Regions from separate parts of the Xenopus laevis genome. Here region 1 is linked to region 2. The links are chromatin contacts, called in public Hi-C maps. All regions are on one chromosome and are shown on one strand. Each heading gives the region's core, a stretch centred on a gene start, on an enhancer-like site or on the middle of the called end of the contact. The rest is flanking DNA. Distances are from core to core; before and after follow the strand shown.

Region 1 (6,973 bases), core at 656-3,155, 170 kb after region 2:
CCTCAGCAAAGGAGGTCAAAGGACTTCTTCAGAAGGATGAGCACCAAGATCTAAAGATGTTTTACTTTTGAGGTACAGCTTGGTATCTTTCTCTTAGTGAAATATTTTACATAGGTTAGCGACCCTTATCTGAGCCCTTGATCTAATTGCAAAGCAGATATCATGGCAAAGGTGATAATGCCTACTTGAGTCTGAAGTCCGCTGCAGCCAGCTTAGCATTGTCTATATTCAGCAGGATTTCAGCATTGACCATGGTTCTGTTCAAAATCTGAAAAGGTAAGATACTTTAGCCATTATCACCAGGAGAGATCAAAGTTGTGAAAATCCTCCATAAAATGTTTTGACAAATTCAACAGTTACCCTATACATATGCTGCTTAGCACTAAGGGGTGTAATTTTGATCATCTAAGTTCTCTTGCATGAGGGACATTTGTAAATGACCCCCTCAGGTCTTCAATATTCAGCATTAGCCCAGAGAAACCACCCAAGACATGTCTTTGGGAACTGCTGGTCAGAAATGCCAATTAGATTTGTAGTATGAAATTGATATCTAGTAGGGTTTTAAGCTTAAGTGTTTCATATTTTAATAAAACTCATAACAATTAGACAGAATATTTGGTTTTATATGTTTTAAGAGTTATACCTCGTATACCTGCAAACACTTCAAAAGATAATGACAGCAAAGGGAATTTAATTATCAATAGTAATTGATGCAATCAATGAATTTATCTCGAGTCTGCTGATCTATTACTATTTGAAACCATAAAGAGTTGTATTTGGCTTGACAACTGTTGCCTTGTTTCTTGTTGTTTTAGCGTCTTCTCCGTGCAACACCTCGTTGTTGGTCATTTATCAATTTATTACTTCTCCTAGGTTTACAAAGGGTGTTCTTGTCCTTATTTTTAGATATTGTTTTAGTGTTCATTCTTCTGCAGTTGTGTCATATAGCAAAGTTCAGTTGTGGCAATGGCAAATGGCATTATCTCTTCCTACAGCTAGAGATGACGCAACCTTCAGATATTCAGTTTCACTAAATATTTGTTTCTGATAACTGCAGTTTTCATGGGGTGTGTGATACTGGTGACATGCTGTCAGCATTGGGGCCCTATCATTACCGCCTGCCCTAAGGCTGTGGTCTTCACTGAGCACCAAATTTTCCATCCAGCGCACAGTGCAGAGTACAGTGACCAGCGATGATTAGGAAATGAGCACAAAGGGACACACTCTGGAGTGCAGAGACCCATGGTCACCCCATCAATACAGCACTACTTGTACTCAACAGTGCTGTAATCATGAAAGGTGGATGGGGAGAGGCACACATGTATTTTAATTTTGTTGAAAACAATAAATGAAATACAAAAAGACCAATACTCTACCAAAAACTTAGTCGTTTCTAACAATTTCGAGCTTCAAATGTCTCACCTCAGTTTTTAGATCCTCAATGGTCTTGTAGTAGTCTTGATAATCCTTCTGCCCCACACCAGAATTCTTGCCGTACCAATCCTTGATCTGTAGTTCTATCTGAGAATTGGCCTTCTCCAAGGAGCGTACTTTGTCCAGGTAGGTGGCCAAACGATCATTCAAGTTCTGCATGGTGTGTTTCTCATTGCCATTGAGCAAGATATCACTGTTGGTATTGATCAACAAGCTGCTGCTACCACCACCATAGCCACCACTGTAACCTCCACCATAGCCACCACCATAGGTTGAGCTTTTTGAAATTTTAGTACCATAGCCTCCAGCTCCGGCATAGACGCTTCCAGTATGCCTTGGTGAGTGGAGTCTGCTGTAGTTTCCACCTGCCGATGAGGTTCCTCTCTCTACGGAAATTGTCCTGTACATGTTCGCCATGGTGGACTGTATCTTAGTAGCAAATTCGAACACTTGTGAGGCTAAGCAAACCTGGGCACAATTGGGATCTGTGGAGCTATATTTATATACACACACACACAGTCAAGATTAGCAGCTCCTCCCAGTCCATTAAGACATGGCTCTACCCGTATCAGAACCTGATAAAGCTGAAAGGTAAAGATTGCTGAAAAAACACCTTTGTATGGTTTGCTCACTCACTTTGGATTAAGGTCCTGTAGTAAAATGTCTGTTTTAGTGTATCATATAAGTTAGTGTTTGTTCATGTCTATTCTAAACTCATTTTTACCTTTTAAGCTTCTCAGCGCTACCTACTTTTTATAAGCTTGATTTTTCATATCCAATTAATAGGCATGAAGGATTTTGTGTTTAGGAACAAGTGAGGACATTACACAAATGCTGAGTGATTCGCTGGTGTGTAGGGAAGTGATTTTGTTGTGTGTGGAGAGAAAATAAACTGCCTTTTAACTTGCATTGATAGCCATGGAAACCAATGACAAAAGGGGTATCCAATGTTAAGGTACATGAAATTAAATGACCAACTGCAAATAATCGGATCAGCAGAGCCAAGAAGAAACCCTCAGCCAAGTTCTGCAGTTCTAAAGTCCAACAACTTTACCAGTAACCTATGCTCAATGAGTCAGAGAAGGTGATAACACCAATATATACGAGGGTTTTGGGCTAAAAAGCCTCAGGATGTAGGATTGGTTATAAACTCTGTATTCTTGCCAACCCAGCATAACAATAAGGGGCAGATTTACATAGGATCGAATATCAAGGGTTAATTGACCCTCGATATTCGACTGCCGAATGTAAATCCTTCGACTTCGAATATCGAAGTCGAAGGATTTACCGATATTCCTACGATCGAACGATCGAAGGAATAATCGTTCGATCGAATGATTAAATCCTTCGAATCGAATGATTCGAAGGATTTTAATCCATCGTTCGAAGGATATTCCTTAGATCAGAAAATTGTTAGGAAGCCTATGGGGACCTTCCCCATAGGCTAACATTGGCCTCGGTAGGTTTTAGGTGGCGAACTAGGAGGTCGAAGTATTTTTTAAAGAGACAGTACTTCGACCATCGAATGGTCGAATAGTCAAATGATTTTTAATTCAAATTGTTCGATTCGAAGTCGAAGTCGTAGTCGAAGGTCGAAGTAGCCAATTCGATGGTCGAAGTAGCCATTCGAAATTCGAAGTATTTTTTCTTTTATTCCTTCACTCGAGCTAAGTAAATGGGCCCCTTAATGTAAGGGAAGGGTGATTTTAGACATAGAAATGGATGAGTCAGAGAAAATATGGACTCTTTGGTGGACATTCTGTTTAGTAACCACTTATCAAACCAACCAACTAAGATCTATAAGGGATCCTGGTAACTTTCAAATACGTCACCATGAAACAATACGTTTTTAATTCCCAGACAGAAATGTGTCTACACTTCCTTTGTAGATTTGTGTTCTCCTTCCACAATCTTCTCTCTGAAATATCCCCAATGACTTTCTCAAACCAAGCCAATATACTGTAAGTCTTTTTTTTTTTTATAAATGATTTATAAAAGAACATTCATTGACACATTACTTCTACTATGCACATGCCTACGAGCTAATTCATTTCTTGCGCTCATATGAATTGCCCTATTTAATAGGGGATTTCCAACCCAAAATTATAACTTCACATTTTACTTTGCCTGAAGTGCCTGAGTAATGTCAACAGAGCAGCTAATAACCAAGAACAACCTTGCAACAAGTGTCATCCATTCACTCCATTGAGACATTGGATCCATCTGCCTTCACCCTTGAGCAATCCTTATTCCAAGGAGCTGTGTCCATCATTTGCTTGGATAAGAACTGTCCGTGCAAGGAATTTACCTTAGTTCAAGGTCAGTAGCATCTTGTTCTCAGAAAAACTCTCTAAGTTGCAATGTCTTATTTAGGATTCACCATTAAAAATGATATTCTCCATACCGCCCCTATTTCTATTCACTTACCCAGTAGATACTTTATTCCGGGTAAATCGTGTATTTATCTCTAACTGCTATATAACTAGGAAGCAGTAGACACTTTTCAGTGTTTACAAATGGTTTGCAGTGGCTGATCACTTTATGGCCCATCCATCCCTTCTGAGAGAAGAATGCATTTTTATAAGCAGAACACACCACTATGGTATAAAACAGTAGCCAATGCAGAACGGAATAGGTGTAGGATATTTCAAACAGTAGCGCAAAAGATGGGGTCCAGTGAAATGTTACCCAGTCTTGCTGCCCTATGTCATCATGTGAGCTCTATAAAGCAATGTTTTGTCAGGTACAGAACCAAAGAGAACCAGGTTTATTTCTGCCGTTGGCCTGTAACATTATAAACACCAAAAAGCTATTACTTGGGGCGAAATGTGTTGCACACAGAGATACATAAACATTGGGGTTTTAAATGAAGAGGACAAAGCATATGGCAGGTAGGCACAGAATAAATGAAGCATTACATATTTCATTCATCATTGGCACATGCATACGTGTAAATCAGTTGGCGTCAGGAGAACAAAGGTTGTTTTACTTGGCAGTCAACCATTTCTCCTTCTCTGCCAAAAGAACTTTTTTGAAGCCGTTATAGACCACAGCAAACCATTTAAACAACAACATAGCCTGACGGAAGTTCTGGGGCCCACAGGAAAAACCTTTTTTTAGGCCCTCACCCCATAAGGAAGATCTGGTTTACACATATATATCAATACTGCTCAAGTCACCCAACTCTCTTTTATACTTCTAGGCTTCAAGCAGAGCAACAGATTGAGTTTCCATTCCATCTTCATGGTACAGGTCAGATGTATGTATAAAAGTTGACTCATGAGTTGTCCATTGTCCTAATGGACTATCCACATAGATATCCCAGCCCAGGGACAGGACACTAGCAGGCATAATGGGAACACAATCCCCAGTGGTGCCCTTAGAGGTTTGGAAGGTAAGAAATACTAAGTTTAAGTGGTACCAACAGTAAACATATATTTTGGTGCTACCAACTCTCGTTGTGTCCTCCAAGGCCAATAGAAGTGCCTTTCCACAATAGAGTATGACAGATCGGCTGAATTCTATAGTGGCTTAATTGGGTGTAAGTAATGTGCTTCAAGGTGTAGATGCCTTTAGCTTCACATGGCGGAACAGCCTTTTCCTGGCTGCAGAGAAACTTGAACTTTGCCCAGTACTTATCTTGTGTAAACTATTATCTCTGTATGAAAGGGGCACCGGACACAAAACAACGGTACAATATATAAGGAATGTGCTTGAAAAGCTGAAGGTATCTCATGTCACAATTCAATAGGACACAGGAGCTCTTGGGAAAAAAATTAGCAACGTTCATGTCAAAAACTTTGACTGCTTTTCAGTGGCAAAAAGATTCACATGTCCTAGCATCATGTGATTTAATCATTGACTTAAAGGCTTGCAATCTATTTAACCTTGTACTTTTATAAAAATCTTTATAAAGGTTCCATTATGACCCTAAATCAGGATCCACAGGTGGAAAGATCATCGTGATGATCAGGTTCATGGGCAGGTGATGCTGCTGTGGGACAGGTGCTTGTTGGGGCTGATAGTGTGACATCTCACAGACTAACTACAGGATAACGATGGAATCTGAATATTATATTCTGCTTTCCAGACAGATCTATGATTTGCTTTGATAACAAAGATACACATTAGGGTGACTTATTACAGACAGGGCTGCGGCTGCAACAGTCATAAGTCTATTGACTTGAGAACTTTGCTTCCATTATGGTAACTGAGAATTATCACACGGAACTGATACTTGCTCCTGTTCATCTAAGGTTCTCTCTTACTATTTCCTACTCTGCTTTGACTTAATGGTGGATCCTTTTTCAATCATTCTTACTCTTCCTTCCAGGTTTAGAAACCCTTTATGTTTTCCAAGAGGAGACAATAAAAGGTATTCATTATTTTATACACTAAATACAAATATAGATGATTTCTTGTATGAAGCACAATCATGAGCAGAAAAGCACTGGGGTACAGGCCCTTAGAAAGAATATACATGGAGCAAAATATTAGCAATTCACAAAACACCAGACTATTTTCCTATTTTCCAAAAATCACTTTGTACATATTTGACTTGAGGTTTTCCCACAAACTACCATTTATATCCTTTGACTCAGGTTTCTCAGTAATGGGATATAAATATTAGCACTCTTTCTTATTTCTCATGTTGGTACTACAAATGGATAAAATGGACAGCTGGTGATAAGTGGGTTTTGCTTTGGGATTAGACTGTTGAAAAGTGATACAATATGTTCTATTTAAGGAAGACAGCCGTGCAGGTTGAGGACAGAGGCAGCTGCTAAAGCTCTATACGCAAGCACTCCTGGCCTGGAACCCTCTGCAACTCATTACCCAAGTATAAGATGAGAATTAGATCCTCACTTTTGGTTTTGAGGAACCAAGAGTAGGACGTAGGCCATAGAGCAGAACATAATGGGCCTAGAACACAACAAACTGGAGGAGAACACATGAAAGCTCCATTGACAAGTTATTTTGGCCAAATTCTAACTTGGCACCAACATGAATTTAAATTGGACATAGAACATTATGATTTGCATAATGTACTTAAAAAATGCTACTTTCATTTTCTAATCCATTATTTTCACAATGCAATCTTTTCCCTATGCAGATGCCGTGACATTAATTGGGCAAACGGTGACTTCAAGCCTCACTGCCTATCACTGAACATGAATTGGAATGCACTAAAACAACTTTTGGCCATGCTCTTTGACCATGTCTATTATAGTTATTTAAATCAGGGCATGAATTCAAACAACTACAGGAAGGGATCAAAGTCAGGGCTAGAAGGTCCCTGACCAAAGATTGGAACTCCAAAATAGGCTTGAACTGTAAAGGTTCGACAACCAGTGGTCTAAACTGTTTGTTTTGTGTGTGGAATTGAAAACTTTGGTAATATTACAACGGAGTAGGAAACCTTTTTGCTCACTGTGTTGTCTATTGGTGTTGTAGGAGCACTGGTTGTATTGATTCATTTTCTTCCACGATACAGTAGTTCTCCACAGTAGGATGTGCAGTCTGGTGGGTCCAGGCCAAA
Region 2 (6,506 bases), core at 1,757-4,256:
TTATGCAAAAAAAAAGATATTTTTCTCCTGCTAAAAAGAAAGAGAAATTGAATCCACATTCATTCATTTTTTAAATTCTGATTGTGTTCCAGGAACTTGCTGTTGTTCGTAGCAGTGCTAGAGGCAATGTGGACGTACAGGTAGATTCTGCTCCTCCTGTGGATCTGGCACAGATCATGACTGATGTGAGGTCTCAGTATGAAAGTATGATGGAGAAGAACCGCCAGGAGTTGGAAGCCTGTTACAAAGGACAGGTAAGAAGGCTTTTGAAAGATAGTTAGGTTCTCATTAATATTTATAGTGTTTTCCTTCTTACAGAAGTCCCTTCACCTACCAGACTTAGATTCAACCATTGTGCCCAAAGACATTTTCAAGGGCTCATGGAACTTGGGGTGTAATGTCTTTGGGGTTATGAATCTTATCTTCTGATTCGTGGCACTGACGTTTCCCTTTTTTCTTTTTAACAGAGTGAAAATCTCAACCATGAAGTTGCCACCAACACAGCTGCTCTCCAGACATCTAAGACAGCAATTACAGACCTGAAACGCACAATACAAAGCTTGGAGATTGAACTTCAGTCTCTCTTGAGCATGGTGAGTGTGCATTAGAATTGCTACATAAATATATTGTAACAAAAAACACTTTAAATGTTAAACCTTTATGAGACGTAAGACAATTGTTCTTGTTATTACAGGCTGCCTTTACCTTGCCTAATATTTACTTCTACTCATCTACATGCATTATATTATATCTCTCTAATATATTTCTCTCGATTATAGAAAGGGGCACTGGAAGGGACTTTGGCAGAAACCGAGGCCCAATACAGGGCTCAGCTCAACCATCTGCAGGCGATGATCACACAAGTGGAAATGGAGCTTCAAAACTTACGGTCAGATGCCGACCACCAGTCTTTGGAGTATAAGAGGTTGCTAGATGCCAAGACAAGACTGGAAATGGAAATTGCCACCTACAGACGCCTACTGGAAGGAGAAGACACCAGGTAAGGGGTCCTGATTACCTGTATCTTTGCACAGTCTTGTTTTATTGCTATAACTACTCAGTATGCCAAACTTACATTGTCTTTTTTTATTCTGTTTTTAGATTTTCCCAGACTGAAACACAGAAAGGTAAGCCATTTGGTAATACTTCTTATTGAAGGAATGTGAGATGTATATTGTATCATAGATAATAGTAGCATGCTCCCACTGGTCACAATAAATGCTAAAAAAAAGTTCATACTGAGAAGTGGGATGTGCTTTAAAAGCTATGGTCAAATCTGGAAAATTGAATAGGTTTCATTGTTTCCAACTTGGACAAACTGCCTGAGATGCTTCAGGTGGCCCATTGAGAAACAATAAATATGCAGCCAATAATGTTCTTCAATAACCTGTACAAAGGTTAATAGTATTGTCTCTAGAGTGTTCCTGTTTGGATGCACATCCGTTAAGGCAAATTGACCTCAGAACATCATTTCAGCTTATCCTTGACTTAGTTCAACTCATGGTACAATCTGATCAACACTGACTTTCCTTTGTTTGTTTCAGCTGTTACCATCGTCAGTAAAGAGCAGAGCTCGAGTTCCATCAAAAAGGTGAAGACTGTGATTGAAGAAGTCGTTGACGGGAAAGTGGTCTCTTCTAGAGTTGAGGAATTGACTGAAACATCCTAAAGAGAATCTTGAGATTGAAGAGCGTGTACCTGAGGAAGGGCAATAGAAGAATTGAAGTCAACCAAGAAGTTTGACAGTAAAATGTCGCCAATTGTAGCTACGTTTATAATATGACAAAAGAGAGCGTAAAGAAAAATAAATGTCAGTGGGTGATGCCAAATCCGGCATATGTCTATGTTTGACTCTTCCTTAGGGATAACGCATCCGAATAAAGAATTTCAAGTGAAAATGACTTTTTCCTTCTGGTTTGTTTTCCCTCCAGTATAGTGGTACTAGTATACAGATTGCTATGAAATGCACATTTACTATGCATGGACTTATACACGGGGGGCACAAGGTCACAAATTCATAATGTGTGTGTTTCAAACGCACGAGCTGGTTCTCCACAACAAATGCTTATCTCTAGAATAGAATGATAAAGCCTGGATTGCTGGCTCACGTTGGCTCATAAATGTAGGGCAGTGTCGGACTGGGGTGTCAGGGGTCACCAGAAAACCTTAGACCCACTTTCCAAACTATTATTCCTCCTCACTCAAACTCTTTATTTACTAGTCTTTTATATCTACTTACTCTATTCTTCCAGTATTAAGCCTCTTTTTCCCATAAAGAAGGGAAGGAGCATGAAATAGGCCAAATGTTTAGAAGCAAGAAGTTCCACTGTTATCCCGGTGGTCCAGTCCGACACTGACGTAGGTTTAGACTCTGCTCAGTTATGGCCAAATGATTAGTGTTGTCATGAATGAGCTTAATGGTGCCCCGAGTCCTGTGATACCTCAGTTTAAGTCCCTTGGTTCAGGGTTAGGGTGTCGGTGTGACAATAGGGGTTACTCCCAGCACTGATATACACGGAGCTGAGGTAAAACAGTAGGTGGGAGTGACGTGACATTGTGGGGGGTTTGGGGCAGAGGAACGGGAATCATGGCCAATATAATAGACACACGGCCAATAGGGTTGCCACCTTTTGTGGAAAAAATACTGGCCTTCCTATATATTTAACTTTTTTCCCTATTAATAACATTGGGATCAGTCAGGATTTTTACTGGTCAGGCCTGTAAAACAGTGGCCAGGTGGCCACCCTAGTGGCCAATGAAGTAAAAAATGTCTGGTTCTGATTTCCACTTAAAACAGGAGAATGTGGGGCAAACAAGTAACAGATTCTCAACATACAATAAATATGTGCCTTTACAAAGAGTCTTGACAATAAAACAACTTTTATAGAAATGTGTATGTGTAGGAAAGTGATTTGACACAACTGCTTCTCCTCACACTCAACACTGGCTCCAGCCCCGCCCACTCCATCTCCCATAATCCACTTCTGCAACCACGTGACTGACACCTGAGCGGCCACATTGGATTCCCCTGCCGCAGCGCAGACGAGTCGCTGTTTATTTCCTATTAGGGGGGAGAATAGGGTGCCGTTACCCTGCAGCCTGAAGGATTTGCTGAGCAAATGATCCCACAACGGACTGTTTGTTGGTAAGAGTAAATGTGACTGGCACAGTGTGCACAACTATATTTCTCTAGTCCTGCTACTGGCTGCTTATTTATATAGACGCCTCCCCCCCCCACACACCAGTGTGAATGGTTTCACCCAAACCGGAAGGTTCAGCCTGATTAGCTCCTCCTGCTCTAAACTAAAAGGAAAGAGTGGCTTCAGCAGTCACTGTCTTGTTCTGTTATTAGTCTCTGTGTTACTTCCTTGTACAATGGCCAATTCCAAGCAACCTTCCCATTGGTCTTCTTTGTTTACTTTTTATAGTTTCTGAACTATTTGCCTTTTTCTTCTTCTGACTCTTTCCAGCTTTCAATGGGGGTCACTGACCCCATGTAAAAAACAAATGCTCTGTAAGGCTACAAATGTATTGTTATTGTTACTTTTTATTCCTCATCTTTCTTTTCAGGCCTCTCCTATTCATATTTTAGTCTATTATTCATATCAATGCATGGTTGCTAGGGGAATTTGGACCTTAGCAACCAGATACCTGCTGAAATCTTTCATCTTTCTATTCAGGCCTCTCCTATTCATATTCCTGTCTCTTATTCAAATCAGTGCCTGGTTACTCTGGGAATTTGGGCCTTAGCAACCAGCTATTTGCTGAAATCTTTCATCTTTCTATTCAGGCCTCTCCTATTCATATTCCAGTCTCTTATTCAAATTAGTGCATGGTTGCTAGGGTAGAGCCCTAGCAACCAGATTATAGAAACTGCAAACTGGAGAGCTGCTGAATAAAGAGCCCAATAGCTCAAAAACCACAATAAAACCAATTGCAAATTGTCTCGGAATATCCCTCTCTGGGGGGAAAAGCTGTGACAAATGAAGCACAGATGAGTCTTCTACAAAAGTGTGTTCAGAACAATCAGGCGCTGCTGAAAGGGGCACTAGAGACCTCCCATTCTCAGGCCTTCACCTACAGACCTTCCTTTCTAATTGACTGGTTGCTAGGCTTATTAAGCCGTAGCAACCTGATAGCCATTGCATTTTCAAGCCTGAGAGTTGCAGAAGAATAAATGTAAATACTTTAAAATAAATAGTCTAAATGGCGGCAGCAAGTGTTCAATCTCTAAAGACTTCAGCACAGGGGAAGTAGGTAAATATTTGACCTAAATCTATCCCTAAATATAATGTTTTCCAGTAATAACTCCCAACCGGCAGGTTTCCCATGAAAATGCCTGGACTGGATCCAATCAAACCCGGGTGAATGGGTGAAAGTCTCCTGTGTGTTTAATAAACAGAATATTCATGAACCCTTTAGCTGCTGAAGCTCCGCTTGGCTCACGTCACCCGGATCTGATTTTCAGGGCAAAAGAAATCCAGTGAGATAAAGAGGAAAGAAGTTGTGATTGGAGCAGCGAAAGCCAATCAGGAAGACGGGCCAGATTTACTCATATTTTCATTCCAACATGGAATTTGAGGTATGAAACTCATCACTAGCAATTACTCACCAATTGACATGAATTACTGACCAATTTACATTAATTATTGACCAATGGACATTAATTACTGACCAATGTACAGCGATTACATATTTCTTGGTTTGAAAGTGGCCGTACACTATAAGATCCGCTCGTTCGGAGAGGTCTAACAAACAAGTGGGTCTTCCCCCCGATATATCCAGCGATATCAGCTAATCTGAGCTAATCACAGCACTTATTTGGCACCCCAAGAACATATTTCATGCTAGTGTTGCTCCTCAACTCCTTTTACTTCTGAATGTTGCTCACGGGTTGTAAAGGTTGGGGATCCCTGGTCTAAATGATCCAATCAGATGCTTAAATGTGCTCATGTATGGCCACCTTAATGGAGAATAAACCCCCCTTCAACTGCTCTCCATCTGCCCCCTTTACCTCTCTGTCCCACACAGTGTATTACTTATATTAGCCCTCCTATTGGGATTCCTGAGCGCAAGAAGCAGATCAGAGGGGGCAGTTGAGAGGGCTATTAGTGTATATCTCGGGGGGGTTTAGTTCTCCATTAAAGGAGCACTCTATAGTAAGACAACAGTATACTTTAGTATTAAGCTCAGGACACCAGGCCTAACGTGTGCCCCATGCCTATAATTAGGGATACACCAAACCGGTTCGGGAATCGGCCGTTTTCAGCAGTATCCGAATTCGCCCAAATCCTTCTGCCCGGGCCAAACTAAATCCGAATCCTAATTTGCATATGCAATTTAGGGGCGGGGAGGGAAATCACATGACTTTGTCACAAAACAAGGAAGTAAAAAAGTTTCCCCCTTCCCACCTCTAATTTACTTATGCAAATTAGGATTCAGTTCAGTATTCGGCCGAATCTTTCACGATGAATTCAGGGTTTCGGCCTAATCCAAAATAGTGCATTCGGTGCAACCCTATCCATAATCATAGGCTTTTTCCTTGAACTTTAACTAAACCTCAAATTTTTTGCAAATGACTACAATGTAAGGCCACCTCTATATTCATTAGTACAATATTTTCTATGTTACAGGTGGAGGATACCCCAGAGGTGCCCACAAGGAGCTTCAGTCTTAGAGAGTTTGTGATGGGTGAGGATCCCCCCGGCTCTGACACTCAGTCCCAAGTGGATGAAGTTTCTTCAAGTCCAGATGATTCTGAGAGTGAAGGTCTTCAAGAAGCTTTGCTTGGCATGATGTCAGAGTTCAAACTCCGCCTGCGTGATGTCACTCAAGCTCTACTCAAAAATAACGGCGAACTGTCGGCCACAAGGCATTTCCTCCGGACTGGATCTCGGCCTGATGGTTTTCCCATATGGATGAGGAAGGATGACCTGGAATTGCAGAAAGCTGATGCAGAGACTCAGAAAAGGCTGATCCAAAAATATGGCGCTGATAATGTTGCCAAGAGAGTTGCTTTCTTAGCCAGTTAGAGCCTCTACTGAATGGAGTTTCTCATGTACATATTTTATTGTAACGTTTATTAGAAAAGTCACACTGAGCAACTTGCGTTGGAGTTTTGTTACTATACAACCTGCTAATTGTCTCCTTGCTGGAATCGGCGCTCTTGGGGATGAATATGTTATACACAAGGCTAATGTTTATTCACTGCCATAACCCGGCAAATACAGAGTAATTCTATTCATTAGCATTTGAAAGGAAACGAATGTCTCAGATCAAAGCTTTGTATCATCTTTAAAGCTCGCCAGCTCCTTAGGGCTTTTGCACAATATATCCGAAACCATTAACAAGCCCATGTTTATAATTAACAACCCCCGTGAGCCGTGATCCGTTTATTTAATGTTCACCAACCCAAAATGAATCTCTCCTGTCATTGGAGGAATTGGAATCCATATTTTTTTTTTTTTGCTTCAATTCCGGGATCTGAGGAGTCATTTATAACTTGT

What was found. A called contact is a pair of places that touch in the nucleus more often than the background predicts.
Region 1: a contact with region 2 is called in a Hi-C map of the XL177 cell line, with 2.7 times the contacts expected there. The contact joins the promoter of krt20.S here to the enhancer-like site in region 2. A contact is called at or near these places in 2 of 4 Hi-C or Micro-C datasets (the XL177 cell line and the XTC cell line).

The regions. Positions count from the first base shown.
Region 1 is chr9_10S:1,142,612-1,149,584 of Xenopus_laevis_v10.1, forward strand. krt20.S (keratin, type I cytoskeletal 19) reads right to left here and starts at 1,906. Exons shown (of 8, transcript XM_018237948.2): 1 at 1,423-1,906; 2 at 186-268. The coding sequence starts at 1,851.
Region 2 is chr9_10S:966,690-973,195 of Xenopus_laevis_v10.1, forward strand. krt70.S (keratin 70 S homeolog) reads left to right here. Exons shown (of 9, transcript NM_001087819.1): 5 at 93-254; 6 at 468-593; 7 at 780-1,000; 8 at 1,102-1,127; 9 at 1,545-1,898. The coding sequence ends at 1,669. It also overlaps the pseudogene LOC108702470. Among protein-coding and RNA genes, the nearest start is that of krt70.S, 5.1 kb to the left of the region's middle. Within about 2 kb of position 3,007, at least 6 of the 7 cell types and tissues checked have an H3K27ac peak or open chromatin away from gene starts, as enhancers often do.